3 separate regions of the Mus musculus genome follow, and all the other regions are linked to region 2. A link is a contact called in public HiChIP or PLAC-seq data. All regions are on one chromosome and are shown on one strand. The core of a region is the stretch at or near the end of the contact, and the rest is flanking DNA. Distances in the headings are between cores, read along the strand shown. Region 1 has its middle 14 kb from the start of Zfp330. Region 2 has its middle 25 kb from the start of Tbc1d9. Region 3 has its middle 8.3 kb from the start of Scoc.

Region 1 (4,912 bases), core at 287-2,786, 380 kb after region 2:
CAAGACTGATGCCCTGAATTCAATCCCTGGATTCCACATGGTGAAAGGAGTGAACTGATTCCTGCAAGTTGTCTTCTGATGTTAGTGTATGTGTGTGTTTAGAAAGCTCTCTGTAGACCAATTTGGCTACCAGGGAAACTTGTAGAACTCAGTGGGCTGATGGCACGTCAGACAGAAACTAGTGGCTAAATGATGTGCCCAATTACCAAAAGTCAGGGTACAGTATAAAGACTCAAAATGAGAACAGCCGAGATGCAACCTGCAGGACTATGAGGGTTAGTACAACAGGAGCTGAGTGGCCAAACAAAAGGGAGAATCAAGAGGAAGGCCACGTAACAGACAAGTTCTCCGTTACCACTCTAGTGGAAGGTGGTTAAGCTCATGAGCCAAAAATGCTCAGTTGCTTGTCAAGTATTTGGTCAGAGTAACAATGATAACTAAATAATCTGCTACCCCAATAAAGTCCCTAAGGTTCTATATTTGCATTGGTTTTCTAGTAATTTTACCAGTGGAGAAAAGACCAAAGTTTATTTAAAAAGCCTTTCAAGACCTAGTATCTGTACCAACATTGATACTCAAATTGTCTCAATGTGTGTGGCATCACAAATGGAGGACTTTTTGCTAAATTTAAACTTAGATTTTTTTTTTTTAAACTGGATTTGTAGAAGTAAGTAGAGGCCCCTAAAACTCTTAGTTTTGAATCATTCTAACAAAATAACTGAGATACTCCATTGATGAGAGGAAAGGCTTCTTCTGGCTCACAGTTTTAGAGGTTCTGGTTCATGGATGGGTTGCCTTGTTGCTTTTGGGTCTGCAGAGAGGCAGAATATCATGGTGAGCGTGTGTGAGCAAAACCTCAACTCGGGACCCGGAAGCAAAGGAGAGAAAGGAGTTGAGATCATACTTTACCCTTCAAGGCTACTTTCCCAATGACATAAAGACTTATCTTAAAAGATTCTACTATCCTGAAAAGTACCATCCCGAGAGACAAGCACATGGGCCTTTGGGAGATATATGGTATTCAAATTAGAGAACTATTCTCATGCCGTTTTCACTGTTGACAAGGATCATGAACAATGTGTCACCAAGAGTGATGGCAGAGTGTGCTGTTTCTTTTAGGGATAAGGATGCAGAGATGGTCTTCATATCTACATATCCGTACTTCTGGTTACTGGTTACCTAGAATTTTATGTCCTCAGGAGGAGACCTTGGGCAGAGGACCCAGTAAATGCCCTTTTTATTACAAACTATGCCTACCACGTCAGTATTGTAGCTCCGTCCAGGGTGTGAAAGACAGCCAAGAGCCCAGTGTCTTGGCGGGGATGAATGACTAGCCACCAGAAGGAAACGCAGACCTGGTGGAGGAATTAGAGTGTCCCAGGGGATTCTTGGGCTTTCTAAGGATGCCTATGAATAGCCACGGGTGCACATGGCCAAGGTATCCATCTGTGAAAAGCACAATGCCTAGATCCTATACAGATGAAGGCTTGAGTCATGGTACCAGTGAAGCCACCAAAATCAACTGACTTGGGAGTCACAAGGCAGCTTCTGGGTTGGCTGCAGCTGCCAAGTGCTGTTTTGAATGAATGTAATGTAGTGTTTAGATGACATGTTTTGGCTCAACATGGCTCAACTCTTGACAAATAACTATTTAGTTAATATCCTTATCCAGGATCTAATCACGGTCCCTGAAGTACATGAGCAAATATATTTGACTCTGCATTTTGTGTTTAGTTTGGCAAACTTTTTCTGGAATATTGTATTGATGTGATGTGTTTGAAATATTGTATTGATTTATTTGAGGATAACCGTCATTACTCACCCACAAGCCTCTGCTCCTACAGAATATATTAGTCCGTTTCAGAAAGTGCATAGAGCAAATAATAGCAATGGGCACCATGGTGCTCCAGGGATGACCTTGGCTACTTATTTGCCTAATGAGAACTATTCGAAAAACAGAACAATATGTCAAGTTCTAATCATATTTTGTGGGATCAGAAACACTGCGGTGATAAATCAGACACATTGAAAATTCTTTAGGATTTAGAGCATAAACTGTACATTTATGCAGGGGGCTTTTGCTAAAGAGATTTTGTGAAATGGCAAAGTAATATACTATGTACCATGGCTAACTCATAATCTGACGTGGGCAGCAAAGAACTGCATTTTCCCTTCAAGCCAAAGTAAAGGTTCAGTTAGCATTTGCCACAGACCTATTGCTAAAATAGAAATGAAAGGTTTAAGGCTGAAGGAGGCATCACTGAAGTTCTTAGGGCTTGATAAGAAGAGGCAATGCAAAATAAAGGACAGCTACAGTTCCCTCCCCATCCTCGCTCCTTAGCCTTGCTCCTCCAGGATTGCACATTTAATAAGGGGTTTTCCAAGGGATTTTCCAAGGAAACTGAGCATCCATGGGTAGAAGTCACTAACACCGAGCCAACTGTATGCCTAATAAAAACTACAAGAAAACAAAACAAAGCAAAAGATACAGAAGGGTACAAGTGAAATCTAGGGTAATTAGGGAAAACTCTAATATCAATCCAGAAATTGAAGGGTGAGCCACACGTGGGGAAGCCAGACAGAGACCAAAATAAACAATACTAAAATTATTAATGTTTAAGTATCTGAGTGAACGTATCTTACGTGTGTGTGTGTGTGTGTGTGTGTGTGTCCACCTGCGCTTGCACGTGCTTGTGGGGGATTAGGGAGTGCCCTATCTCCTAGAGCTGCAGTTAACATATGATTATGAGCCTCCCGGCATGGGTGCTGGGAACCAAACTTGGATCTTCTGAAGAGCAGCACAAGCCCATTAAAAACAAAATTTTAAAAAGTGTATTCATTACTTGCTGGGTTACTAGGATCAAATCCATGACTGGCAGCAACATAAGCAGAGAGGGGCTTATTTTGGTTTATGGTTTGAAGGTATAGCCCATCAAGGTGTGAAACAGCAAGCTAAAGTAGCAGGAGTATTAGGTGCTCATTCACAAGTGGGGTGGAGGATGGGGAAGCAGGAAGCAGGGAGAGAGACCCTTGGGGAGCAAGCATTGTAACACATCAAAGCCCACCTCCTCAAGACTCACTTCCTCCAGCTAAGCTCCACCTCCTTCTGACATTTCTTCCAGCTGAGCCCCACCCCCAGTACGTGTTGCTATGGGAAGCAACATCAACAGAAGAGGAGCAGGTGTTTACACACACCAGCCCGTGGTGGTGGTGTTTCACCACATCCAAGTCATAACAATAAGGATATCTAAAATGTGTTTCCTAAATTCACAACTCCTTTTAAAGACCTGCTGTGGGGACTACATACTTCTTAAGTCACTTGTTCCAGTCTGTATTTTTGAGAAGATGTTTGTATTTTATAGACATTACCGTAATTCTTATTCTAAATTGATAATACTATTCCATTTAGCTCTATTTGTTCAAAATGATTCTTGGCTTTTTCAGAAATGAAGTATAATAATGTTTGAGATTTGTAATCTTTTGAAGATAGTCGTGTAGAATTATGAAAAGGAATTTTTCCCAGTGTTTGTATCATTTTTTTGTTTATTTTACACTCCATATTTTATCTTCCTCCTCCATCCTCCCTCCGACTGCTCCACAGCCCACACCTCCTCCCCACCCCACCCCATCCTCTCGTGAGTGCTCCCACTCTCCCTCACCCCACCTGACCTCTAAACTCCCTCAGGCCACCAATCTCTTGAGGCCCCATATCAGAATCATCATATCTGTGTGCATCATATCAGAATGAACACAGAACCAGAAATCCTCTACTGTATGTGTGCTGGGGGCCTCATATCAGCAGTGTATGCTGCCTGTTTGATTGTCCAGTGTTTGAGAGATCTTGGGGGTCCAGATTAATTGAGACTGCTGGTCTTCCTACAGGGTTGCCCTCCTCCTCAGCTTCTTTCAGTGTTTCCCTAATTCAACAACAGGGATCAACTGCTTCTGTCCATTGGTTGGGTGCAACTATCTGCCTCTGATTCTTTCAGCTGCTTGTTGGGTCTTCTAGAGTATAGTCATGCTAGGTTCCTTTTAAAAAAAAAATAATTTTATTTGTAATTTATTTTTACACGCCATATTCCATTCCCCGCCCCTCCCCATCTACCCTCTGACTTCTCCACATCCCACACCTCCTCCTCACCCCACTCCTCATGTGGGTGCCCCCCCCCCCACACACCTGACCTCTAAATTCCCTGGGGCCTCCAGTCTCTTGAGGGTTAGGTGTTTCATCTCTGAATGAACTCAGACCTGGAAGTCCTCTACTGTATGTGTGTTGGGGGCCTCATATCAGCTGATGTATCTTGTCTGTTTGGTGGTCCAGTGTTTGAGAAGTCTTGGAAGTCCATATTAATTGAGACCGCTGGTCCTCCTACAGGATCGCCCTTCTCCTCAGCTTCTTTCAGGGGTAAGCTTAGAACAATGCCTTTTTCAACAGCTGCACTTGCAGCATTGAGAGCATCTGTAACGTCTTTCTTTTCTTTTCTTTTTTTTTTTTTTATAGATATGTTACACATTTTCTTTTTTTTTTTTTCTTTTTTTCCATTTTTTATTAGGTATTTAACTCATTTACATTTCCAATGCTATACCAAAAGTCCCCCATATCCACCCACCCCCACTCCCCTGCCCACCCACTCCCCCTTTTTGGCCCTGGTGTTCCCCTGTACTGGGGCATATAAAGTTTGCAAGTCCAATGGGCCTCTCTTTCCAGTGATGGCCAACTAGGCCATCTTTTGATATATATGCAGCTAGAGTCAAGAGCTCCGGGGTACTGGTTAGCTCATAATGTTGTTCCACCTATAGGGTTGCAGATCCCTTTAGCTCCTTGGCTACTTTCTCTAGCTCCTCCATTGGGAGCCCTATGATCCATCCATTAGCTGACTGTGAGCATCCACTTCTGTGTTTGCTGGGCCCC
Region 2 (5,043 bases), core at 1,459-3,958:
GTAGGTAGCATGCATGTGTGTATGAACATGTAGAAGTCAGAGATAAACAACAGTTGTGTTCCTCAGTCCTGCACCTTATCCCCTTCTTTGAGACAAGGCCTCTCACTGAACCTGAAGCTCACCTGTTTGGCTAGACTGCCTGGCCAAAAAGTTCAAGGGATCCTATATTTCCAGCACTGGGAACACAGGCATGGACATTGTTCCCCTGGCTTTTCCTTGGCTGCTGGGGATTAGAACTTGGGTCTTAATGCTTGCATGACAAGCACTTTACCCTGTAAGCTGTCTCCCTAATTCTCAGACACTTTAAATGTTGATTGTGGGTAAGCTGTTTTGACTGATGAACTTGCCAGTCTACCAACAAGCTGTCTCCAATAAGTAACTGTCGACAAACTTTTTCATGTAGTAAGCAATGCTCTTAAAATATGACAGAATGCATGTTTATGGTTGCTTGGGGTACCAGGAAATTCCTTAGGCTCCAAATAAGTTTTATGACCTGAAAAGACAGTAGTAGAAAAAGAAGAATGTTGGGGGTTGGTCTAGTGCTATTATATATACAAATGCTAAATTCTGGACCCCAAGATCTGGTTGCCCCAGACAAGCATATTCTCACATACATTGGCCTTTGTATTATAAACCTTGCTCCCCAATGTAAAGCTATTGGTTAAATAAAAGTGGCTACAACCAATGACTTGGGAGAATAGAGGTAGGCAGGGCTTTAGTTACCAGGCTGGCGGTCACAGGTAGGGACCGTGAGGAAGAGAGATAGAAGAGATAGAAGGAGAGATGAGAAGGAGGGAGGAGAGAGAAGACAGAGAACAGGAGGTCTCTGTTAGATAGGGTGGACCAGGAATACTCACCTGAGTGAAATGTCTTCCCGCCCTGAGAACAGATTGGTGGAGTAAGTACTTGAGGAGCTTAGCTGGAAGCAGCCAGTCTAGCATTAGAAAAATAGATTAGGGGTAATTAGCCCAGCAATGGTGCTAAAGCTGATAGATAAGTCTAGTAGGCCTCGGTCTCGATTATTGGGGGGGGGGGCTGGCCAGGTCATATTAATAACTACTAGAGTTAATAAAAAGTGTTTTAAAGAAACAGAAGAAGGCCCTGAGGAAGTGAATTACATGCCATTTTCTCCTGGAAAGACATCAAGTCGCTAGGATTTTTCTGTGAATACAGTTAAGGTTTGATTTGTGGTCCAAACGAAGACCAAAGGGATCTTCTTATGACTGTAAAGACAGTTCCAAGAGCAGAGGCCAAAACCAGATGTCTTTCACGGTGTGTACAGTGAAAGAGTTTTCAGAGGAGAAAGAGTTAAAAACAGTATGTCTCCAGACAGGGCAAGTGATTGGAACCTTCTTCAGAACTGAAACCAGAAAACCGGAACTGGGCAACTCAGCTTCCAGCAAATGTTGACTTTGCACAACAAAAAGTTGCCGTGTGCCCACTGTGTCTGGCTGTGTGTGAGTAATGAAGCTGTGTGCTTGACATGGGGCAGATGATGCATCGTGATTAACTAGGGACACCTTCCACCCTGACAGGGAGCAAGCTGATGATGTGGAAATGAGGCCAGTGACATGAAGTTATACTTTAAAAACATGTCTTGAATTGTCGCTTCTATTTTAAAGGGATAGAAGCAAAGGAAACTCAAGGCAGAAAGAACTGTACCAATATGAAGACATCTGGGTTCTTGAGGAATGTTGTGTCCAATCCCAGTTGGACTTCCTAGCTAAGAGTGCGATAGGCAAATGACTACAGTACTTACAGTACTCCAGCTCTTGGCACATAAGGAAGATATTGGAGGTTGCAGCTATTAGTTCGAGTCAGTGAAACGGCAAGTGTGCTGTCTGTGAGGAAGTCAACTGCTTCCTGTGAAATGACCAGGGCAGAAGCAGAGGCTGGCTGGGCCTCAGGATACAGAGGGGAAGCTGTTGTGTGCCTGTGTGTGGGACACAGTGGTGTCTGGAGGTGATGTTTACGAAGGTGCATGTACTTGCTGGTCTACCTCCTCCCCACCATGGTTGTGTGTTCCTCTTTTGGTTCCCCTTAGGGGCTGGGTAAGACTGAATTCGAAACAGAGGGCTGACATTTCTTCCTGATCCCTGTCAAAGTAAATTAAGGCTTCCAGCAATGATGTTCTAAAGGGGCAGGGATATACTCACATCAAAAGACCACCAGCTGCCTATGAGGGTGTCATCTGTGGCATGTGGTACATGTAGTAGAATATATTACTTAGACTCTGTTTGGGAGACCCTATTTCATGCTAGAACACTGAATTCTAGTCGTTAAGTTCTGTTATCTTGCTTTGTGGACTTTGAAATCCTGTTTTATTAACATAGCAAAACCCAGGATAGGAAAATGAGATTTACACAAGTGATGGAAAAAATGAAGAATTTACTAATAATCCCTGTAACGTGACCAACTGGTGGAGGTATTTATGTGAACTTTCAATGCTGTTTCAACAACTGCCTGTAATTGTCTAGCAAGGGAAGGCCCATAGAAGGCAGTGCCTGATAAACTAGTTACCTAGTTTTTGGACTGGACAGTGACATCTAGCAGTTTCCTTCCAGGAAGGAGACATACTCAGGAGACTCAAGGAGTAAACAAACCTCCCACATCCTGGGAAAGCTGAAACCAAGGTTCACCAGAGGGCCCCCACCCCTGCCAAGGATAAGGAAGCAGTGTGAAGAGCTGTTGGGGTTTGGCAATGGGGAGAGAGCAGAGTGCTCTGAGGAGCCTTTCTGACCAGTCTAGCTGCTTGTAGTTCCTGCAGAGAGCTCTGGGCTTGCAGCCTTGGCAGCTGTCATCGGAGCTATGGACTTCTCTGCCATGAAGTTCCTTAGCATCATCTCTGTTCCTGTGAGCATCTTATGCACACTCCTGGGAGGAATCCCAGCAAGCTGGCTGATTCCACGCTGGACTGTGGTGCCATTCTTTCTTTTATCTCTTATTGGAACTGTGCCCTTTCGAATGAGTGGGCATTTGTGTCACATCTTCACAGGAAAAAGAATCACACGACGGACACAAAGAAATGTGGCTGTGCCTTTCCTTCTCAAAGCTTTCTGTACTGACGGGTGTCTGAGCTCTGCCTACTTTGTTGTTGTTTTTTGTTTTGGTTTGTTTTTTTGAGACAGACACTCATGTATCCTAGGCTGGCTTCAAACTTAGTATGTAGGTGAAGATGACCTTGAATTTATAATCCTTCAGTCTCCATCTCCTAAATGATGAGATTCCAGGGGACCACCATGCTTCCCCTGTGCCATACTGGATACTGAATCCAGACTTCTTGTACCCTAGACCAGAACTCTACCAACTGAGCTACATACCCAGCTCAGTTATGATGATTTGAAGGATCCTTATTCTTTCCATTAATTATTTATTTACTTTATATCCTGATCACATCCCCCCTCTCCTCCAAGTCACCCCCTCACACACCCCTTTTCCCCATAGCTCTCTCCCTTTCTCATCTGAGAAGGGGGAGGTCCCCCTGGATACCAATCTACCCTGGCACCTCAAGCCATTGAAGGACCAGGCACATCCTTTCCCACTGAGGCCAGACAAGGCAGCCCAGTTAGGGGAATGGGATCCACAGGCAATCAGCAGAATCAGGGTAGGCCTTGCTCCAGTACGAAGACCAAGCTGCACGTCTGCTACGTGTGTGTGTGTGTGTGAGTGTGTGTGTGTGTGTGTGTGTGTGTGTGTGTGTGTGTGTGTGTGTGTATGGGGGAGCTAAACCCAACTCATGCATGCTCTTTGGTTGGTAGTTCAGTCTTTGGGAGTTCCCAAGGGTCCAGGTTAGTTGACTGTTGGTCTTCCTGTGGAGTCCCTGTCCTCCAGGTCCCTCAATCCTTCACCCAACTCCTCCACAAGACTTTCTGAGCTCTGTTTAATGCTTAGCTGTGGGTCTCTGCATCTGTTTCAGTAAGTTGCTGAGTGGAGCCTCTCGAAGGACAATTATGCTAGGCTCCTGCCTGCAAGCCTAACAGAATATTATTAATAGAAATTGGTTCTCAGCCATGGGATGGGTCTCACTAGTTGAGGCTAGGCATTGGTTGAACATTTGCTCAGTCTCTGCTCCATCCTGGTCCCTGCACTTCTTGTAGGCAGGGCAAGGTTTTGTGGGTGGGTTGGTGCCCTTATCCTTCCACTGAGGAGTCTGCCTGGCTGCAGGAGGTGGTCACTTTAGCCGTCATATCCCCCAGTGCTAGGAGTTTCAGCTAGACTCACCCTCATAGACTCCCTGGTGAAGGCTCCTCATTTTTAAGGCCTGCATACACATTGTCATACTTGTAGGGCCCTGGATGCTGAAGACCTTTTCCCAAACCAGCCCTCAGGAAGGGATGAATGGTGGAGGGATTTTGCCAGTTCCACAAGCTGAGAAACAAAGTGCACAGCTGCTAAGGTGCACAAGAGCAATGTCTGTGATTGGGAGTGAATGCCCCAATGTCTCTTTTGACACCGCTGCTCCTCCCATACGCTTCCCCACCCCGCACCTTATCTCTTCTCTGTGTCTGATCTGCCACCTAAAATCAATTTGACTTGGTCATAGTAAATAATCTTCAGAAGAATCTTAGTGATCTTGGGACCAAAATAGCATCACTGGCTGGTTTCCATGGATTTTTCTTCAGGGGTATTTGATCTGAACATTTCCTATGTAACTTAAGCAGTTTGAGACATAGCATTTGATGCTTCAGTTAGCTCTTAATTGAGATCACCATGGTAATTGGTTTTGAAGGTTTGAAAGGGCTCTGTTTAAGGTCTAGTGGTGCAGTGAAGGCACATCCTCAGGGACAGAGCATATGCTGATGTCTGCTTTTTCATAAAGACAACTCTTTCTGTTTCCAGGATAAAAATAAGTGAGTCCAAATTAGAAAGGAGCTAAGGACAGTTAAACAATACACAAAAATTTAAATAATGACTATTACCCAATAAATTAAACCATAAACAACATAATCAGCAATGTTTTCCTAAAAAAAAGCATCCTGCCTGAAGATTATATAAATACAAAAATAATAAAATTTGAGCTGGGCGTGGTGGCGCACACCTTTA
Region 3 (4,519 bases), core at 2,002-4,501, 310 kb before region 2:
CCAAAGTTTCTGCAAGGCAAAAGACACTGTCAATAAGACAAAAGGACCACCAACAGATTGGGAAAGGATCTTTACCTATCCTAAATCAGATAGGGGACTAATATCCAACATATATAAAGAACTCAAGAAGGTGGACTTCAGAAAATCAAATAACCCCATTAAAAAATGGGGCTCAGAACTGAACAAAGAATTCTCACCTGAGGAATACCGAATGGCAGAGAAGCACCTGAAAAAATGTTCAACATCCTTAATCATCAGGGAAATGCAAATCAAAACAACCCTGAGATTCCACCTCACACCAGTCAGAATGGCTAAGATCAAAAATTCAGGTGACAGCAGATGCTGGCGTGGATGTGGAGAAAGAGGAACACTCCTCCATTGTTGGTGGGAGTGCAGGCTTGTACAACCACTCTGGAAATCAGTCTGGCGGTTCCTCAGAAAATTGGACATAGTACTACCGGAGGATCCAGCAATACCTCTCCTGGGCATATATCCAGAAGATGCCCCAACTGGTAAGAAGGACACATGCTCCACTATGATCATAGCAGCCTTATTTATAATAGCCAGAAGCTGGAAAGAACCTAGATGCCCCTCAACAGAGGAATGGATACAGAAAATGTGGTACATTTACACAATGGAGTACTACTCAGCTATTAAAAAGAATGAATTTATGAAATTCCTAGCCAAATGGATGGACCTGGAGGGCATCATCCTGAGTGAGGTAACACATTCACAAGGAAACTCACACAATATGTACTCACTGATAAGTGGATATTAGCCCCAAACCTAGGATACCCAAGATATAAGATATAATTTGCTAAACACATGAAACTCAAGAAGAATGAAGACTGAAGTGTGGACACTATGCCCCTCCTTAGATTTGGGAACAAAACACCCATGGAAGGAGTTACAGAGACAAAGTTTGGAGCTGAGATGAAAGGATGGACCATGTAGAGACTGCCATATCCAGGGATCCACCCCATAATCAGCATCCAAACGCTGACACCATTGCATACACTAGCAAGATTTTATTGAAAGGACCCAGATGTAGCTGTCTCTTGTGAGACTATGCCGGGGCCTAGCAAACACAGAAGTGGATGCTCACAGTCAGCTAATGGATGGATCATAGGGCTCCCAATGGAGGAGCTAGAGAAAGTAGCCAAGGAGCTAAAGGGATCTGCAACCCTATAGGTGGAACAACATTATGAACTAACCAGTACCCCGGAGCTCTTGACTCTAGCTGCATATATATCAAAAGATGGCCTAGTCGGCCATCACTGGAAAGAGAGGCCCATTGGACTTGCAAACTTTATATGCCCCAGTACAGGGGAACACCAGGGCCAAAAAGGGGGAGTGGGTGGGCAGGGGAGTGGGGGTGGGTGGATATGGGGGACTTTTGGTATAGCATTGGAAATGTAAATGAGCTAAATACCTAATAAAAAATGAAAAAAAATAGACAGTGTACTTTTTATATACCATTATTCTACAATGAAACCATAACTTCCATTTAACTGTGATTCTTGTCCAATGATACCATTTTCAAAATAAAAGGAAGAAAACAGTTTCATAGTTTCAAAAAAAAAAAAAAGAGTTTCAGTCTCAATCCTGCAGAGAGTCGGGGGGACTTTATTCTTCTGATCTCATTTTCTACACAGGATGGAAAACAACAACAAAAACCCCAAAACCTCTCAAATCTTTTTGACAACTCACCGGCTAAAATGTTCTATCAGAAATTTAAAAAAATCATGCCTTTTGAGTAGAGAAACACAAATCTCCCTGTGCCGACAAGGTCATTTAACAAGCAGAAAATGTCACATAACGTATGAATAAATTATGAAGCATAAAGTTCTGCGTATGAAGAAATGTTTTTGAATTAGTTTTACCACTAGAGGTCAGTAGTGTGCCATCCCCAACATGGAGACCTTAGGGCTCTTTCTTTTATTGAGGTTACTTCCCCCTAACCCCTAGCTGTCCTTGCATGCTCTATGAAGTTGGACAGCCACCACCTCTGGAGCTCTCTGCCCCTCTGCCAGGTGCAGTGAGAAGCAGTGGGATTTTTTTTTTTTTTTTTTGATAGAAAGCAGTTTGAACTCTCAGGGGAAAAGACAGTGTGGCAACCCAGTGCTGTCCCTTCATGCCAAGCACCCATGCTTCTCTCAACTCAGAAAAATGAAGACCCCAGGGCGGAATACCCATCCAGACAGAGTTTCAAGACTGCATTTAGGTGCTGGGCAGTGGAGCTCCATTTGTAGACAGAACACAGGAATATAAGAAATCAGATGCAGGGATTTCTGTTCAGCTCCAGTTGCTATGCATGCAGGCCAGAACACTTCCCTTCTGTTTATCCTGTTTTCCCTGAGGACATAAAAGGGAAAACCTGAATTCTGTTTCTGTAGTCTGAAGTGGCACAGCAAAGGTAAATGTGCTTTGTTTAAGACAGAGACTTGAGGTGCAGTCGGCCCATGTAGTCCAGGCTGGTCACGAATCTGTAGCTCTCCTGACACTGCCTCCCAAGTGCTGGGATTATAACATGTGTCTGCCTGAGCCTAGGGCTGTCATTTCCCTAATACAGCACTAAGGGGACATGATAGGCCTTTTACACCAAATCTAAAGGAGAACCACAAATATATTTGCATGAAATGTTAAACTGCTGATTGGACTGTGATCTATGAGAGCTGTTAGCAAATATCTAGTAACATTTATTTTGGCATAAAGCTCTTGGGATGGAAAAGACATTGTACCAATGATCCAGGCAGATGTCTCGTCTGTGGATGAGAGAGACGTGTACTATGTTCCCTCCCACTGAGAGCTGCTTGTTTGTGATCCACTCACACTGTCACAAGGAAAACCCAGGTTCATGACTCTTGTTGGGAATGAGTCTGAGGCATACTGGATTCTGTGCTCAACTTCAGGAATTCTTCCCCCCCCCTCCCCCCCCCCCCCATAGCTTAAGTTCTCTTAAGACTTAAACTTGTTCCTGCTGGATTTTAGACCAGCCTTGGCCCCCTAGTGGCAAGGCTTTTCAGAACTTTCTGCCTTTGCCAGGACAAGCAGAGGGTGGTTTGGGCCTATTTCCCTGTGGTTAGAAATGATCAGTTTAGCCAATTGTTTAAAACAAATCACATGTAGGTTTTTGTTCACACCCCCATATGTGCATGCGTTTCTGTGTTGGTGCACATATCCCTGTTCTAGTGTGCTTGTGGAGGCCACAGGGCAACCTTAAGGGGCCCACTCTATCTAGTGTTTGTGAGACAGTCTCTACCCAGCCTGGGTCTAACAATCTCTTCCCCAACAAGGGAATTAAAAGTGCTCACTACCACACATGGGGTTGTCTCCACAAGTCATAGGAACTGAACTCGAGTCCTCATGCTAGCTCGGTAAATTACCAACTGCCCTCACCCCAGCCAAGGCTCTTACTTGGAAGTGTGGAGAAGTTAGATTAAATGGTGTAAAAGAAAGGCCAGGAAGGAGTAAGCTACAAAAGGCCACCTGACTCATGCCACAGGCATTCCTAAAGTGCCATCACTCCTGCTGATGCGTGCCCAGCCTCTGGCTAGTGGACTTCTCCTTTTTAAACTTAAAGAACCCTCCCGGGCTGAGACATTTGGAGAAATTTCCCTAGGGCTATATAATGGAGGGGTGGGGACAGGAATTTGCCACAGAGCTGAAGTCAAGTCAGGTAGAAGGTTCCTGAGAGAGGTGCTACCATGGACTCTAGGGGCCATGGACCCTGGGGGTCACTGTATTTTTGTGGGCATATCAAGAGTATGAAGCCCTTTCTCAGACTTCAATGGACAGTGTTTCCAGAGTAACTGTTCAATGCCTGGGCCAGCCCTGGGCCAAGAAAAGCTTGCTACACTTTCTGGAGAAGCAATAGATCTCCAAGATCAAGGTTCTGGCCCTGTATCACAACACACTACATATGGAGGCCGGCTGCAGCCTCCCGACACCCAGAGACGTGGACGGGGAACCCAGAATGAAGTTCATGCAGGGGTGTAAGGAGGGTCGAGTCTCTCGCCCAGGCCTCTCAGCAGCCGTAAAACAAGATGCCCATCAGCTCACAAGTGGTTTAAGATCCCAGACTTTGACAGAAGCTGAGGGAACTCCAAAAACTGACCTCTTTTATCTCACAGGGTTACTGAGAGTCTATCTCAGCTCGTAGATTACAATGAGACTTAGGACAATTTGAAGAAAATCTTTTTAGCAACCCAGCATTTTAGAGCTTTGCTACCTAGTGGGACCATTTTGTTGTAAAATTATAACCCTGGTTTCTCTGTGCTCTTCAAAGCAACACTTCATACATATTCTGGCACACGGGTGTGCATGCAGATAGAGCACTCAGATACATAAAATAAATAGAATCTTTTTAAAAAGTTAAAAAAGATTTTCCAGTATAATTCTGATAAAGATTTCTCTATCTTCTAAAAACTGATAATCTAAGCTTTCATTTTAGACCATGTCCATTTGAATTAACATTGTGTTTGTGTGCGTGTGTGTGTATGTGTGTGTGTGTGTGTGT

The links. HiChIP or PLAC-seq counts read pairs in DNA pulled down with a chosen protein or histone mark.
Region 1: a contact with region 2 is called in an H3K27ac HiChIP or PLAC-seq map of large pre-B cells, with 2.3 times the contacts expected there. The contact joins two enhancer-like sites. A contact is called at or near these places in 1 of 39 promoter capture datasets (pre-B cells), 1 of 115 datasets of contacts at active chromatin or transcription factors (large pre-B cells) and 1 of 9 other capture datasets (embryonic stem cells).
Region 3: a contact with region 2 is called in an H3K27ac HiChIP or PLAC-seq map of microglia, with 6 times the contacts expected there. The contact joins two enhancer-like sites. A contact is called at or near these places in 1 of 39 promoter capture datasets (hippocampal neurons), 1 of 115 datasets of contacts at active chromatin or transcription factors (microglia) and 1 of 9 other capture datasets (embryonic stem cells).

Annotation. Positions count from the first base shown.
Region 1 is chr8:82,757,490-82,762,401 of GRCm38.p6, reverse strand. No RefSeq gene overlaps it. Among named protein-coding and RNA genes, the nearest start is that of Zfp330, 14 kb to the left of the region's middle. Within about 2 kb of position 1,536, at least 23 of the 459 cell types and tissues checked have an H3K27ac peak or open chromatin away from gene starts, as enhancers often do.
Region 2 is chr8:83,137,891-83,142,933 of GRCm38.p6, reverse strand. No RefSeq gene overlaps it. Among named protein-coding and RNA genes, the nearest start is that of Tbc1d9, 25 kb to the left of the region's middle. Within about 2 kb of position 2,708, at least 89 of the 459 cell types and tissues checked have an H3K27ac peak or open chromatin away from gene starts, as enhancers often do. A contact at or near this core is called in microglia, where this site is marked.
Region 3 is chr8:83,448,668-83,453,186 of GRCm38.p6, reverse strand. It overlaps a transcript of Scoc not described here. Among named protein-coding and RNA genes, the nearest start is that of Scoc, 8.3 kb to the right of the region's middle. Within about 2 kb of position 3,251, at least 11 of the 459 cell types and tissues checked have an H3K27ac peak or open chromatin away from gene starts, as enhancers often do. A contact at or near this core is called in microglia, where this site is marked.